Linked DNA regions of Sus scrofa: region 1 is linked to region 2. Evidence: chromatin contacts called from public Hi-C data. All regions are on one chromosome and are shown on one strand. Each heading gives the region's core, a stretch centred on a gene start, on an enhancer-like site or on the middle of the called end of the contact. The rest is flanking DNA. Distances are from core to core; before and after follow the strand shown.

What was found. A called contact is a pair of places that touch in the nucleus more often than the background predicts.
Region 1: a contact with region 2 is called in a Hi-C map of fetal heart ventricle, with 4 times the contacts expected there. The contact joins two enhancer-like sites. A contact is called at or near these places in 3 of 47 Hi-C or Micro-C datasets (epiblast stem cells, fetal heart ventricle and heart right ventricle).

Annotation. Positions count from the first base shown.
Region 1 is chr6:115,162,012-115,167,754 of Sscrofa11.1, reverse strand. LOC102160593 (a long non-coding RNA gene) reads right to left here and starts at 5,446. Exons shown (of 4, transcript XR_304089.2): 1 at 4,706-5,446. Within about 2 kb of position 2,309, at least 2 of the 83 cell types and tissues checked have an H3K27ac peak or open chromatin away from gene starts, as enhancers often do.
Region 2 is chr6:115,007,486-115,012,620 of Sscrofa11.1, reverse strand. It overlaps DSC2 (desmocollin-2), which reads left to right. Exons shown (of 17, transcript XM_021096210.1): 3 at 1,126-1,325; 4 at 2,626-2,745; 5 at 4,816-4,971. Among named protein-coding and RNA genes, the nearest start is that of DSC2, 11 kb to the left of the region's middle. Within about 2 kb of position 1,765, at least 2 of the 83 cell types and tissues checked have an H3K27ac peak or open chromatin away from gene starts, as enhancers often do.

The DNA of each region.
Region 1 (5,743 bases), core at 1,060-3,559, 150 kb before region 2:
CCATCATTTTTGAATTTCTTAAATTTATATCCAGAACCTTATCTATAAACATGTCTGTTTCCATCATGAGAACTGTGTCTGACCTTAATTGAAAGAGATTGAAGAAATTGATTTTAAATAATGTTTGCTATTTATCTGGTATCTATCTCATGCTACAGTAGGAATATTGGCTTCTGCTTTGTTCTCATGACAAAGCAACCTGCCTGGTATCTTTCTGCTTGCCCTCTTCCTGAACCACCTCTCCAGCCTCACCCCACACATTTCAACTCCAAAGCACAACTTTGTAATGGTACATATTACTTAAAGAACACAGTGTGATTAAAAATTTCTGCCATCATCTATAAATAGTAGGTTTGTCATCAAATACCCTCTATAGCATAACCAATTGAAGTGGAAGTAATTTTCACTCCATCAATAGATTTTTCAGTGTGATGAATGGTAATATCTAAAATGTTGGAATTCCCATTGTGGTCAGTTTAAACAAACCCAACTAGTATCCATGAGGATGTGGATTCCATCCTTGGCCGTGCTCAGTGGGTTAAAGATCTGGCCTTGCCATGAGTTGTGGTGTAGGTTGCAGATGCAGGTCAGATCCTACATTGCTATGGCTGTGGTGTAGGCTGGCAGCTGTAGCTCTGGTTGGATTCCTTGCCTGGGAATTTCCATATGCTGTGAATGCAGCCCTAAAAAGCTAAATCAATAGTGTTAATGATACATATTTTAACATATTCCTGGGCTCATGACTGATGCAGTAATAATATTGATGGTGACTTGGTTTCATATATACATTTTTGATAAGCAAGCATAAATATCCAAAACATAGCATCCGCCTGCATGCACACACACACACCAAATATATGTATTAATTTTATACTTACAGTGAAAAATGAATAACTATATGATCCATTAGTTTTGCTTAAGAAAATCAGTAATTATCATTCATAATGGTAATCTGCATAACCTATACCACTGATGACAGTGTCTGAGAGAAAGCTAAAATGAAATAAGGTACAAGAGACACACTGGTACAACTATTATTGTTGTTACTATGAGTGTTAGCTAGAGTGCTTCTCTCTTAGATGACATGATTTGAAAGAGAAATAAAGCCATTAGAGTCCGTTGTAGCAGAGTTCCCATTGTGGCTCAGTGGTTAACGAATCCGACTAGGAACCATGAGGTAGTGGGTTCGATCCCTGGCCTTGCTCAGTGGGTTAAGGATCCGGCGTTGCCATGAGCTGTGGTGTGGGTTGCAGACATGGCTTGGAACTTGTGTTGCTGTGGCTCTGGTGTAGGCCGGTGGCTACAGCTCCGATTAGACCCCTGGCCTAGGAACCTCTATATGCCATGGCAGTGCCCCAAGAAATGGAAAAAAAAAAAAAAATCCTTTGTAGGAACTGACCTGCTGTTGGAGGTTTCAGTTAACATTTTTAAGGAGCTGCTGTTCATTTATAATGCATCAGTCCTATTGCAAGAGAATGTTTAGCATATATTAAGTGCTAACCAGGTTACTATTTTGATTTTGCATATTTTCTTTAGCAGAGATGAGTATCAAATATCTCTGTTTAAAACGTGGAAAATAATAACAATAGCTGGCACCTACACATTCCCACTTACCTCATGCCATTAAGAGAATAAATGAGTTTTAACTGAGTAAAACAGAAGTAATCACCCCGATTACACAATAGCTACAAATGTTCATAGGATTTGGTGTGTATCTTATCACAGGAAGTCTGGGGGCATAATTTGTTGTACTTGCTTTTTATGGGCAAGAAGCAGTGAGAAAGGCATTTAAACTGTTTAGTTTCTCAGAGTTTATGGTAAAGAGACTACCTCTACCTTGTACGTGAGGTCACCTCTCACCTGAAGGGTTGGTTTGTCTCCACCCCCATCAAATCTTATTTTCCCTGCTGACACTGCCAATTTAAATTTATGCTATGTGTGATGTAGACAGATGTCTGCTAGGGGCTGGACTGAATCCATTAACACTTCACAGAGGACGAGAGGTGGTATTAATACTTAAGTGGTAGTTGGCAGCTCTGACCTGTGGCCTTAGCTTTACCAGTGCCTGGGCTGTTCAAAACTTAATAGTCTTCGGCACACAGGCTAATTTCTTAGAACTTTTTTTCTATCATGAGCAAGAGAGAAAAACTAAGAAGTGTTCCTCAGTTGACTTATCTTAAAGGTGGCTAAATTAATGATTAATTTAGAATAGAGCTCTCTCTCAAAAGAAGGATAATGACATGTTTCGTCAATGCTGTGATAGCACCTCCCTTAATTCCATATTCTGTGTGTTTTCTGAGTTAATTTCATGGAATATTTCTATTTTTTTTTAATTTTTTTATTTTTTTATTTTTTTGTCTTTTTTTGCTATTTCTTGGGCCGCTCCGGCGGCATATGGAGTTTCCCAGGCTAGGGGTCTAATCGGAGCTGTCGCTGCCAGCGTACGCCAGAGCCAAAGCAACTCGGGATCCGAGCCACGTCTGCAACCTACACCACAGCTCACGGCAACGCCAGATCGTTAACCCACTGAGCAAGGGCAGGGATTGAACCCACAACCTCATGGTTCCTAGTCGGATTCGTTAACCACTGCGCCACGACGGGAACTCCTCATGGAATATTTCTAAGTGGCTGAACTCTCATTCTCTTTACCCCTTGAGGCATACAGAGCAAGCACGAGTCCACAAAGATATACTTCAAATCCTAATGAACTGCAAATTTGATGTATAATTATGAATACAAAGAATCATAATTTCTATAGAATTTAGTCTACAAGACTTATTTCTTTCGCATAATCTTCTGGCTCTTCCTTTCTGGGGCTGTCAGGCAAGCCTCATTCCTGTGAGTAGTCTTCCTGTTTTCCTTGAACACGTAAAGTATTGGAGAAAAATCTCAGCTAACCTCCTGGGCTAACAGGCACCTCTCATCTTCTAATGCCTGCTGCCTTTGCCTCTGACAACTATAGTCAAGATCTTCCTGCTTTCTAGACAGATTACAGCAGCTGATTGTCTAATCTGCTAATTTCCCTGAGACACAGCTATCACCAAAATTTACCCAAGCTGAGCCATCTTTTTCCCAGTTGCCATGTTACTCTCCTACTTCCTGTTTTCTCCCTCCTAGGCCAATTTCTAGTGGGTCTTCAGACATTTCGTATAAAATAAAATAATGTTTATACTTTTTCAAGTAGCTTCTAGCAACTTTTTAGGAGGTTTTATCAATAACCATAAAGGGCCGAAGCCAATTTTTGTTTGTGTTTACTTTTTTCTCTCTCTCTACACGTGGACTCCTTTTAAAAACTTGCTTGAGATGAGCTCCTGTTTTGGCTTTTATTCAATCCATTACCAATTAGCCTGTAGTTCATTTCATTCTAAACATGTCTTTGGGGAGTTTGCAGTTTCAACATTCTTTTAACTAAAGGCTGAAGAAAATGCAGTGCTTGATCAGGTAGAACAAATTAAAGAAGGGAGTGTTCTAGACTCTGCTGGTGAAATCTGTCATTGTTCGACAAAATACAATGTCAGATTCAGCAGTTTCCTTTCCAGTTTAAGAAACTGCATCCTAAAAGACAAGTCAATCATGAGTGCAAGGGATGAAAGATTTGAGATTTCATCAGTGTCCAAGACTCTACTGTGAGATCGATCATTACTCTAAATGTTTCACTTTCTTGTGATTATTTTCTTCATGTATTATTGCATCCCAGACCTTTACAGATTATACAGCTGCTTGGCAGATTGCATTTGGTGCTAGTCTTCAGAAATATGGTTCCTGGAGTTCCCAGTCATGGCTCAGTGGAAATGACTCTAATATCCATGAGGACACAGGTTCGATCCCTGGCCTTTCTCAGTGGGTTAAGGATCCGACGTTGATGTGAGCTGTGGTATAGGTCACAGACAGGTCTTGGATCTGGTGTTGCTGTGGCCATAGGCCAGCAGTGACAGCTCCTATTCAACCCCTGGCCTGGAAACTTCCATATGCTGTAGGTGTGGCCCTAAAAAGACAAAAGGAAAGAAAGAAAGAAAGAAATATGGTTCCTGAGTCTGTTTTTTCCACTTTCTATTGCTCTCAGTCCTGCCATATTGCTTCAGCCACAAGATTAGTCAAAAGCTAGCTAAGACCATGAGGCTTAGGATATCATTTCTTAACTGGAATGGCCCCAGGAATGTTAGTCTGATCACCTTAGTTTCCAGTTCTTTTCTAACACTCATATCTCTAAAACCTGGCTTCTGACTTCCAGTAAACTATTTTTAGCCTGATCCTGTGTTCACATTCTGATAAGTGTCCCACGTACCATAAGCAAGAAAAAAGGCCAGTGGCTATTTATGCCTAATTGCAAAGTTCTTTGACTCTTATGGGCATTTTCCTATCCAAATTATTTCTTGTTTAACCCTCACAAAACCTCTAAGAATTGGAGAACGTTGCCATGTTACTACGACTTAACCAGATTCAGGGTTGGCAAATCGCCATCTCAAATGCTTATCTTCAGATTCCTTCCTGGGGCAAATGGAGTTTTGTTTTGTTTTTGTTTTTGTTTTTTTTGCTTCATTTTGTTTGTTTGTTGTATTTTGTTTTCAAGGGTATCTTTCCACATTCCTCAAAGGCCAAGAAAAATGTAGGAAAGAGAAGAAAAGGGACTTTTCTGCTAAATGGCAAATTTAGTGTGCTGATAGTGTAAAAATATACGTTTAAGTTGGAAATACATTCACCTTACCTTTTGGCTTTCTTGGAGGGCTGTTTTGTCCCCTAAAAACACCTGCTCTGCATGGTCAGTCTCTTTGATGTGAGGAGAGAACCAAGGAACAAGCCAGGAAACCTGCTTGTAGCTCACCACTCAGGGAAAGTGTGAGCTCACCTCCTTCTGCCCCGTGGTCAGGTGATTGCAGCACTGGCTCTGTTTTGTGGGATTTCCCCTGTCCCGCCATCATTGGGCAGATGAACAGTGCCAAAGATAACAAATGATCCCATCTGCCATTCCTGTCTGTGCTTTTTGTGCCAAGTTTAAATAAGGAGGTTTGACCAGTGTGTGGTATTCATACTCCTCTGAGATCACAGGCCAAATCTAGTTCTCATTTGCCAGATTCTACCGGAAGTGAGTTATCTGAGTCAATGAGTTTTAATTCTTCAGATTTATTAAGTGAATTCAAGTCAGTGTAGGCAGGTATTTTAGAAGTCAACTCAGTCCTTAACCTTACCGGCTAAGGACAGTGAGGAAGTCACAGTGAGGAAAACTTTGAGTGGTTTTCAAAATGCATGGCTTACAGAAGCTCATCCTTAGACACAACTAAAATATGAATTATAGATATGTACATGATTGTCCACTGTCCCCGGCAGATACCAGCATGTCTACAGAGACTCTATGAAGACACTAGAGGTTTTAGGGCCATGGTTCTATATCCTCGGTATCTGCCACAGTCTCCCCTGGAACATTTAAAACCTGCATTTGTTTTGTTGTGTTGTTTTGGTTTTTTCTTTTTTTCTTTTTTAGGGCCACACCTGTGGCTTACGGAAGTTTCTGGGCTAGGGGTAGAATTGGAGTTGCAGCTATTGGTCTACACCTTAGCCACAGCCATGCCGGATCCAAGCAGTGTCTGTAACCTACACCACAGTTCACGGCGACGCTGAATTCTTATCCCACTGAATGAGTTCAGGGATCGAACCTGCATCCTCATGGACATTAAGTTCTTAACCCAATGAGCCACAAAGGGAACTCTAATACCTATGTTTGTAAATCACTCTAGAGTTGATTCAA
Region 2 (5,135 bases), core at 516-3,015:
AAATTTAGTATAATTTTTAGACAGATGACTATACTGGAACTAATAGTTAAAACATATAATACATTATAGTACACTATTCTTTAAAAATACGTAATGTCATTCCAAGAAAAGAATATTGTTTTACAGAGTTCCCATCGTGGCGCAGTGGTTAACAAATCCGACTAGGAACCATGAGGTTGCGGGTTCGGTCCCTGCCCTTGCTCAGTGGGTTAACGATCCGGCGTTGCCGTGAGCTGTGGTGTAGGTTGCAGACGCGGCTCGGATCCCGCGTTGCTGTGGCTCTGGCGTAGGCCGGTGGCTACAGCTCCGATTCAACCCCTAGCCTGGGAACCTCCATATGCCGAGGGAGCGGCCCAAGAAATAGCAACAACAACAACAACAACAACAACAATAACAACAACAACAACAAAAGGCAAAAAAAAAAAAAAAAGAATATTTTTATTGAAAAACATTATGTAAAGTAGTTAAAATTGTTTCATTTGAGTAATAATTACTAATATTTACATTAGATGAAGGATATGGTATATGGTATGTAACACGTCTATGAAATTGAGAGAAACAGTATTAAAACTATATCTTGAGGTCTTGTTTTTGGATTTCCATTCTAAAATATTAGGGGATCTTACTGACATTTACTTCCACATATTGTTTTTATCGATTATTTTTTTTTTACATAACTCAAATGTATGAGAAAAGATCAGACCAGTGAGGATACTATTTAACACCAGATACAAAGAGTTTAGTAATAATTTAATAACTGCCAATTTTAACCTCTAGATTCTGTTCTCATGCGTTGCCTTATAGCTAATTTCAGTTTAATTGAAAAAAATGTTTTTCTTGGTGTGAGTTTAATATTCAGAATGGGCAGTTCACATGCCTTTATCTCAGAACAAATGTCTCTTCTTTAAAAGGGTGGGAAAGAGGCATTAGAAGCGATGGATATGTTTAATTAAGCACAACTTAAGTAATCATATTGTTTCAGATGTCTTTTTAAAAATGCAAAATTTACAACTGTTGGGAATTAATTTAAAGTTTTTGTTTACTCCCCCTCCCAAGTGCATAGATAACTACTAAAACTCTCTATTGTGTTATCTTACAAATGATTGCTCTGTATATTTTCTACAGTTAACCTGAAGGAGTGCTTTAAATCTGCAAATCTAATTCATTCAAGCGATCCTGATTTCCAAATTTTAGAAGATGGTTCCGTCTATACAACAAATGCTATTCTTTTGTCCTCAGAGAAGAGAACTTTTACCATATTACTTTCCAACACAGAGAACCAAGAAGAGAAGACAATACCTGTCCTTTTAGAGCATCAAACAAAGGTATACCAAAGTATAACAGTGAGATATTAACAAACTGTTTGCTTTAGATGTAACTCACATGACCAGGGAAGGTGTGAAATCAGAAAAGCTACAGGATAGCTTAGCTTGAAGAGGAATGAAAACCATGATGCAGGTTAACAGTGTTGAAATGGAAAAGGGGTTTTTCAACTTAAGAGTATTACAAGTTGTGATTTCTTTTTATTTGGGGTCATAAAAGGAGAAATTGAGATATGGGACAGCATGAGAACTTGAGGATTAGACACAAAGAAGCAATTTTCTATCTTCCCTATGGAGTAGGTTTCCAAAACAATAAACATTATTGCTTAAAATATTTGTATATAATGTAGGCTTTGTAGCTTTTAATTATTCAGAACTCACATGGCATGTTTGTGACTTATGGTGGTGCCCGACTCTTGGCAGTGATGTGGGAGCATCACGTGGTTAATTACGCTCAGATACATGAGGCCTTCAGCAGTAGCTCTCTCTCATGTATCTTAGCATGATTTTTAGTCTTAAAAAATAGATGACTTTTGGAGTTCCCATTGTGGCTCAGTGGTAATGAACCTGTCTAGCATCCATGAGGTTGCAGGTTCGATCCCTGATCCACTCAGTTAGACAAGAAAAATAAAATCATCCAAATTGGAAGGAAAGAAATAAAGCAGCCGATATTTTAAAAAAGAAAAAAAAAAAGAAAAGAAAAGAAAAGAAAATAGATGACTTTTGCTGGTTGAGGTCTGGACCTCACACATGCTTTATTACGTTGTGACCCCCAAGATCAAAATGACTTCTATTCAACCACTGGCCATTACTCACGGCAGCTATTTGAGAGTTGTCATCGTATTTCTCTCCTTCTGACACAGATCTCTCTGTTGGTCTCCTGACTCTTCCTAGTTGCTGGTGAGTGGAAGACGCTTATGCTAATTTTAGAAGGGCCTCTCTCTACTTACTGCGTTCTTTGCATATCTGTCCTCTCATGTTTTTGCATGGCAATGTGGCAACAGTAATTTTTTTTTTTCGTTTTCAGTTTTGCTTCTAGGCTTCCAACTCCATCTCTCTCTCTCTTCCATATTGCCACCAAGCTATTTTCTCAAGAAGATTGCTGTGATAACAATTAGGACAGGGATTTCTTTGTTACCTTTTCATAGTATTGAAATTCTGTTTGGTTTTCAAGCAGCACCATGGTCTTACGTCTCCCCAGCTAATCCTCATGAGAGGAGAAAGATGTGTCAGAGTTCTCAAGCTTGAGAAGAGAGCAGTCATTGATTTTACATTATTTTTTTTTTCTGTTTTCTAAATCGAGATTCTAAAGCAAAGGCATTCTCAAGAAAAAGTTCTAAGACGTGCCAAGAGAAGATGGGCTCCTATTCCTTGTTCAGTGCCTGAGAATTCCTTGGGTCCTTTCCCACTTTTTCTTCAACAGGTACAATTTACTTTCTTTCTACTGTGAAAGTCTGTGGTTTCCATCTTTTAAAAAAAATTATGGAGTGCCTGCTGTGGCTCAGCAGGTTAAGAACCTGACTAGTATCCATGAGGATGCGGGTTCAATCCCTGGCCTTGCTTAGTGAGTTAAGGATCTGGCGTTGCTATGAGCTGCAGTGTAGGTCACAGACGCAGCTTGGATCTGGTGTGCTGTGGCTATGGCTGTGGTGTAGGTTGGCAGCTGCGGATCAGATTCGACCCCTAGCCTGGGAACTTCCATATGCCACAGATGTGGCCCTAAAAAGACAAAAAAAAAAAGAAAAGGAAAAGAGACCAAAAAAATTTTGTACAATGAGTATGCAGTTATTTTAAAAAATGTGTGTGTGTGGAGTTCCTATTGTGGTGCAGCGGAAACAAATCCAACGAGTAACCATGAGGTTGAGGCCTTGCTCAGTGGGTTAAGGATCCAGTGTTGCCATGAGCTGTGGTATAGGTCACAGATGCGGCTTGGATCCCAAGTTGCTATGACTGTGGTGTAGGCCGGCAGCTATAGCTCCGATTCGACCCCTAGCCTAGGAACCTCCATATGCCATGGGTGCAGCCCTAAAAAGCAAAAAGCGTGTGTGTGAATATATGAGTGAATGAGTATGTCTATCATATATTTCAATGTGTGGTATAAAGACATCTCTGTATCTGCATGTACTTATTTATTTATTTATTTTTTTGTAGTATTAGTCATACAAAGGCCACTTATAAAACTGTAAGCCCGTATAGCATGCTCAAACACATGCTTCCTTAATGAATTTTTATCTCAACAAGGGTGTCAGAGAGCCTGGGCATAGTCTGGAAAACCCCAAAGTATCTTCCATAATGAAAAGAGGATAGGCACAGCTTTCCATGGCTTCTTCCCAAATCCTTGGTTAAATCATACTGGATCCACATTTTCTCTCCCCTTTTTAACTTTTAGTGGGACCCCCCCCCCCCCCCGCCAGTCTTGCCCTCTTCCACTCTGAGTCGTCACTACCATTCAGTCTAGGCCTTGGGTTTCTTCTCCAATTATTACACTGGAGAGAGAGGCTCTTCATTTATACCCCACCAACAAATGCAGTGAAGCTGAGAAAGGAGTGTATTAAAGTTGAGAAAGAAATCATGGAGTTCCTGTCGTGGCTCAGAGATGGTGAACCTGACCAGTGTCCATGAGGGTGTGGGTTCGATCCCTGGCCTCGCTCAGTGGGTTAAACAATGCAGCATCGCCATGAGCTGTGGTGTAGGTCGCAGATGCAGCTCAGATCTGGCGTGGCTGTGTCGTAGGCTGGCAGCTGCAGCTCCCATTCAGCCCCTAGCCTGGGAACCTCCATATGCCACTGGTGTGGACCTAAAAAGACAAAAAAATAATAGTAATAAATAAAAATAAAGTTGAGAAAGAAATGGTTAGAAAATCATTATTAGTCAACCTGATAGACAGTCAAGATCTTGCTAAGAAGATGAAAAGAACTTGGAAATGATGTCCTCTTTGAATCAAAGACCAGAATACCACACCTGCCAGGTTATTACACCATTCCCATTCTCACTCATTTCCCTTCCCCATTCAGCCCTTGTAATGAAGCCAATACTGAGAGATAACATGAATTAATGAAAAAAAAACCATTTTCCAACTTTTTGCCCTGCCAACAGTGTACTTTAAACTCAGTGGCTCAAATATTATATATAATAAAAATTCATTTTTTAAAAAAAATTGACAAAGGAGAGTTTTTCCTGCTCAGAATACTTTGTTTTCTAAGACAGGAAAAGTCCAAAATGTTTGATCCCTGTAGGTACATATAGCCTTTAAAGTATTCCTTAGTTACCCGGGAAACTAAGATGCTACTACAGTATTTTCCTTATGCCTTGCTCTGGAATTTTGCAATTATTAGGATTCCTTATTCTAGTGCTGCTTTTTATTTCATACATAATAATAAAAAGGGCAATTTCTTATTGCAATAAAAATGTCGATGTGGTTTCATGAGTATGTAGATGAAAGTTTTGTTGAAATTCAAATTTATCTTTGATGTGTATAATAACTACTTTCTAGATTCAATCTGATACGGCACAGAACTACACTATTTACTATTCCATAAGAGGACCTGGAGTGGACAAAGAACCTCTAAATTTATTTTACGTAGAGAGAGATACTGGAAACCTGTTTTGTACTCGTCCTGTAGATCGTGAAGAATATGAATCTTTTGAGGTAAAGCCTAAAGTTTATATATTGTATTCGTAGTTATTAAGTTTGACAGTTTCATCTCTTTCTCAATTTGTTTACGCTTATTTATTTTCCGAGTTTGTCATCCATGCTCTAGCTGTATCTGATAGCACAGACTTGACTGGAAGCAAAAAGAATTTTATAGAATA